Linked DNA regions of Sus scrofa: region 1 is linked to region 2. The links are chromatin contacts, called in public promoter capture Hi-C maps. All regions are on one chromosome and are shown on one strand. The core of a region is the stretch at or near the end of the contact, and the rest is flanking DNA. Distances in the headings are between cores, read along the strand shown.

Region 1 (2,805 bases), core at 225-2,724, 88 kb before region 2:
GGCATCCACAGGAATTTGGGGAACTTGTCAGCGCTTCCACAACCCTCCCTCTCCTGGACCCAAGAGTCTCACCCCAAGTCAGAACAGAGTCTTACAGAATTAGATGAGATCTGAGCCAAAGATCAGGGATCCAGGGATATCTGATATAAGGGATGCAGGAAGGGGTGTATCAAGTATCAAATTCCAAGCTGGATTGTTCTGCAACTTCTGTCTGAGCTGGACTCAGGGAAGAAAGGCACAGCCTCCCAGGTCCTGGTTGTGGAGCGGGGAAGGCCATGGGCACAACTCTGCTGAGGCATCTATACCTTGGTGACAAATGGAGAAGGCACATAATGCCCAGCCTGGTGTCCCTTCTTTAGCTCCACAGGCCTTCCCACAGCCCTCATCACTTGTACTCAGAATCCTACATGGGGGAAAGGCCTGTAGGGCCCTGACCCCACTCCATGTAATTACACATCCTGTGAACATCTGTGGCCGCCAGCACCAGGCCAGGGCGAGGCCAGGCAAGGGCAGGGGCCCCAACTGTGTCTGAGCCTGGCTCTTGTTTCTCCATTTGCCTACCAGACCGGCCAGGTAGAGCAAGCAGCCCAACAGAAAGGCCTGGGCCGCAAAGGCCCGCCCCCACCTGTGTGTGCAGGACCAGGTTGGAGGGACAGGGAAGCCCCTCCCCCGGTGTCCCAGGTGTCTCCTCCAGCCCCACCCCCAGTTCCACTGATTTAAATTTCTTCTCCTCTCCTGCTCTGGAGCCCCAGGGGAAGGGCAGGGAGGGGAGGGTGGAACAGCCTGGGGTGATAAAGTGGGGATGGGGAGAAGTGATAAAGGGGGTGGGAGAGAAGCCGGCCCCACTTCCTCTCCGATAGGGACCCCGCCCCAAGGGGCTCCTGCCTTCTGCTGTGTTTACAGGAAGGCCTTGAGGTGGAGGAGTGGATGGGAGGGGAGCCGAAGGGGGCAGGATATGGGTGGCCTTGGAAGAGGACCGTTCAGGTCGTCGTTGGTTTGCTTGGTGGTTGTTTCTCTGAGATGCTCACCAGGGGCCTGCCCCCACCGCAGGCCAGCAGCCCCTCTCCACGCTGGCCCAGCCCCTCTCCACGCTGCTCCTGACCTTGAGGGAAGCAGCCAAGAAGGTGAAGGAGAGCAAGCCGTCCCAAATCCTGACAGTGCATCTCACCAGCTGTGCAACTTGGGGTCAATGCCCTGAGCCCTCTGAGCCCGAGTCCCCCGGTCCCCCCCTCCAGGAAGGGTGACAGGGTCTCTGTGAAGGTAACAGGAAGGTAACACCTAAGCCAGCAGGTGAGAGCAGCAGAGGCAGCCTTGAGGGGGAGCAGGATTTGAACTCCCGGCGGCGGGACTGCTGGCAGCCTGCTCTGTCTCTGTGCTGCCGAGTGACGATAACAGTCGATAACAGTCGTACCTACTTCACAGGCGTCTTGAGAACCAAGTGAGCACATGATGGCCTTAAGACTTGTGCCTGGCACGCAGAAAGTGCCTGGTGACTCTTAGCTCCATTGTTAGAAGTGTCATCACCCTCTTTGGGTTCCTCTCTCCACCCCCACGCACACACATCCGGACTCAGGACAGGAGGGGGAACCAGTCAGGACTCACAGGTGGAACCTTTTTGTGCAGGACCCCAACGGTGCTCCCAGCCCTGCTCAAACCACCCAAGGAGAGGGAGGGCTGGCCCCCACCCCACCGGGGGCACCCCGGTCCCCCGGCCAGGGCTCTGCTCCGCCCCATTATCTCCTCCTGCAAAGCCGCCTCCACCCGTCAACCCCCAACCGAGATTACAGACCCTCAACTGTCTCCAACTGCCCTGATTCCGACCAGGCTGGACCCTCGCCCCCTCCACACACTCCTGTCTGCCCCACCTCTGTCCCCCTGGGGGCGGGGAGGCTGCCTGCTTCTCTGGCAGCTGGGGACATGGGGACCAGGATGGGGGAGCCGCCGGGAGGACACGGCCCCCACCGCGCGGCTGACGGAAAGCTGGTCTCTGGGGGGAGCCATCTGGGGGCCCCCTCGGCGTGCCTCTGCCCTTCTTGTTTCAGGCTCTCCGCGTCTGCAGTTTCTGCCTCCCTCCGTCTCCGTCTCGGGCTGCGCTTCCCCGCCCCCACCCCAGCCAGCACACCTGGCTGCTCACATCAGATAACCCGACCACAGCAGCTCCCCTCGCCCAGCCCGCGCGGCAGCCCCCTCCTCGCCCCCTGCCCTCTTCCTCCCCTGCCTCCCCCGCCTCGTCGAGACCTCCCTGGGGAGGTCTGGGGAGGGGCCCCCAAAGCCGAAAGCTTTACTGGGTCATGAGGGTGTGAGAAGGCTGCTCTTCCCATCCCCCAACACACACACACACACACACACACACACACACACAGTGGAAATTCTATACCCCTGTGGAAACGGAACGAGGGGGAGGGAGCCAGGGACCAGCCTTCAGGTACCAGGAAGATCCAGCCTGAGGAAGGAGGGGGTCCCAAAACGGGCTTCCAGAGCTCCCTGCTCCTGGGCACAGAGGAGCTTCTTCCCGTTTCCCGCCTGTGTGAGGTCATCTGGCATCAGCGGTGCCCGCCCCAGGCCCGGGTCTGGGCTGGGGAAGTGGATGGACAGGGGCCGGGCCACTTGCTGTCTCAGCCCCTGCCTCCCACTCCCCAGAAAAGTCCCAGTTAGGGAAGAGCTGGGGGTGGAGGCGCTTTCAGAGGAAGCGGTGCTGAGACTGGGGGATGCCAGTTTGGGGGGCGAGAGCTGGGCAAGAAGTTGTGGGAAGGGGAGGGGTGGGGCACAGGAGGGGGTGGGACAGGGACTGGTGGGTGTCTGGGA
Region 2 (2,700 bases), core at 195-2,694:
TGCCCCCCACCCCGGGCATCCCATGGGGCAGCTGAGGTTCAGAGAGAGCGCACCCTCACCGGCCCTGCCTGCCCCCACAGCGCGCCTGCCCTCCCTTGAGCTCGCTTTCCCTCCCCTGGCAGCCTGGGAAAATCACCGAATCCAGGGGCCGGGCTTCAAGTTTTGTGCATCTCTGGTGCTACTCGCCCGAGTCTGCAGCCCTCGGAGCCTGGGTGAGGGCAGGTGGAATCCAGAGCTCGAGCCTCTCTTTTTCTGACCCCACGTGTTGTCCTGCCCACGGTCTCATCTCCCTTCTCACTTGCTCCCCAGGTTGGAAAACGGCTGTGGGAACGCATCTCCTCAGATAAAGGTACCTGCCCCGGTGGGCTCCCCTTCCCTCTGCTGGACCCCAGCTTTTCCCTCCTCCTTCGGCAGCCCCCCACCTAGAGGGCTCTGTGTGGGAAGACCCCCTGTGCACAGGCACTCCCTTGGGTCTGGGAGAGGTGTTCCCATCACAGAGTCCTGGCTGCCTGTGGCCCTGGGGCCAGGCCCTGCGGGGAGACACAGAGATCTAAGGTCGCCCCTGCCCCCACCCCACCCCAGGGGCTTTTATTCCACCTGGGAGGTAATTGGAGCTTGTAGTTAGAGCCAGAGAGCAGTTCCTGTCTGGGAGGTGAGGAGTGGTGCTTTGGAGGCGGCCTCTGAAGCCCGGGGGGTCCCTGGGGGGCTGTGCAGGGAGCCCAGAGGAAAGCAGCCCCCTCTAGGGGGGTCGGGGATGAATGCATCCCCTGGAGCCGGGATTGGAGGAATGGTGGGGAAAGAACTGGGAAGGTAGGCTGGCACTGGTTGTGGGGCGTCATGGGTTGGGAATAAAATCCAGATGCGTCACCTGGGCCTGCGGCGCCAGCTGCCTCTTCCTCCCACCCCCTGTCCCAGTCCCCGCTCCTCAAAGTAGTGACGCTCCTTCCTTCCCGGCTCTCCCGCCCTCACCTGCTGGTCCCTCCCGTCTCCCGGTGCGAGCCCCTCCCCCACTGGCTCCCTGCCAGTCGGTCCCGAGACTCTTCCTCCAACCATTCATTCCCCCCTTGGAACTGTTTTCTTTGTTTCTTTGTCTCCTTGCTTATTGTCTGTCAGTAGCTGTACATCCCACTAGAATACCGGCTCCACGGGTGAGGGGGGGGTCTCCCCAGTCAGGGACCAGGGGGGAACCGCCCTTGCAGGTGGGCCGTGCACTCGGTGCCAAGGAGGTGGTCAGGGCCAGGAGAGCCCCCCTGGCCTCGAGGGGCTTGCAGGGAAGTGGGGGACAGACAGAACTGCAGAATGATCTGCTGTCTAAGGACCTGCTGTTCTGGAGGCAGGAAGGGAAGGGCTGACGGGGTCGGGGTTCGGGGTCAGGGAGAGCGTCCTGGGGAAGTAGCCTCTAGGGCTGAGAGGGCAGGGCAGGCGTGAAGGTGGAGGTGCCTGCCCTCTTGAAGGAGCCCTGGAGGAGGGGGGAGGCGGGCAGGGCTGGTGTGTGTGTGTGTGTGTGTGTGTGTGTTGGGGGGCCTGTGGGCCGTGGTCAGGGGCCTGGCCTTTCTCCTTGGAGCAGTGCGAGCCCTTGGAGGTGTTGGAGCCAAGGGTTGACAAGACTGGATTTGTGTTTTGAATAGGTCAGCTGAGGAGCCTGCCCATTATCCGGCAGACAATGACGGCCTTGACGCTGGGATAGGAAGCTTAATCTAGCTCTGGTCAGGCAGATGGGAGTGGGAGGGAGGCCCCAGGAGTGGGGGTGGCGGGGATGAGCTGGGCCAGTGCTGTAGATAAGGGGTGAGGACACACGGGCAGGTGAACCCGGCTTGGCCTGGGCTGGGAGGGGGCACACGGAGACCCCAGAACTTGTGGGGAAGTGGCAGTGGGGGGAGGGGGTGCGGCAGGAGCCCCTAACCCCTGAAAATAGTCTGGGAGGTAGGATGAGGGGATCTGAGGGGTGTGGGGAGTTTGGGGTGTGGGAGTGCAGACACAGGAGGGTCCGAGGGGCATCTGAGGGCAGAGTTTGGAGGAGAATTCATATGGTTTCAAGAATCTTCCATATGCTGGGGTGGGGGAGGGTGCACAAGGCTGGGAGCAGCTCTGAGGGGTGTGCAGACGATTTGGAAATCTAGAGAAGAACCGTGGACCGGGAGCCAAACTGATCTGCCAGCTTCAGAGCTGGGAGGAGGAAGAGGCGGTTCAAGAGTTGGAAGAAGAGCTGGTGGGCAGAGACGCTGTGTGAGAGAGGCCTGGGCCAGCGGGGGCTCCCCATCGGCCCGCCTGGGGGGGGCGGGCTCCGAGGAAGGGTTGTGAGGCGACAGGGCAGCTGACACAGTCAAGTGCAGGTAGACAAGAGCACAGAGAAGGGGAGGAGCGGGTTAGGAATCCAGCCGGGCCGCTTAGCAGCTGTGTTGCTTTAGGTATGTTACTTAACCTCTCTGAGCCTTATTGATCTTGTCTCTAAAATGGGAGTCATAATAGTATTTTGTCAAAGGGCTGTGGTAAATATTTAGATACTTACAATAAGCACGCGCTTAGCCTGGCACGGAGAAAATAGCAAGTGGTAGCAGAAGGAGGAAAAGGGAAGAAAAACTCAGGGTCAGCAGCTGAGCTGTGTTCACATTAGAGCAGCTCTGGACCTAATAGGCTGAGGGGTGACACGCACGTGGAGGGGCGCAGACTGTTCTTAGCTCTGCTCTGTCTCTTGTCCTG

The links. Promoter capture Hi-C pulls out the DNA fragments that hold promoters and counts their contacts.
Region 1: a promoter capture Hi-C map of fetal liver shows a contact between it and region 2, with 5 times the contacts expected there. The contact joins two enhancer-like sites. A contact is called at or near these places in 2 of 5 promoter capture datasets (fetal liver and liver), 13 of 47 Hi-C or Micro-C datasets (alveolar macrophages, blood, brain and 8 more) and 2 of 2 datasets of contacts at active chromatin or transcription factors (alveolar macrophages and skeletal muscle).

What each region holds. Positions count from the first base shown.
Region 1 is chr5:78,198,215-78,201,019 of Sscrofa11.1, reverse strand. No RefSeq gene overlaps it. Among named protein-coding and RNA genes, the nearest start is that of HDAC7, 14 kb to the right of the region's middle. Within about 2 kb of position 1,474, at least 29 of the 83 cell types and tissues checked have an H3K27ac peak or open chromatin away from gene starts, as enhancers often do. A contact at or near this core is called in epiblast stem cells and fetal liver, where this site is marked.
Region 2 is chr5:78,110,500-78,113,199 of Sscrofa11.1, reverse strand. It overlaps RAPGEF3 (rap guanine nucleotide exchange factor 3), which reads left to right. Exons shown (of 28, transcript XM_021092600.1): 16 at 310-349. Among named protein-coding and RNA genes, the nearest start is that of ENDOU, 22 kb to the right of the region's middle. Within about 2 kb of position 1,444, at least 13 of the 83 cell types and tissues checked have an H3K27ac peak or open chromatin away from gene starts, as enhancers often do. A contact at or near this core is called in epiblast stem cells and fetal liver, where this site is marked.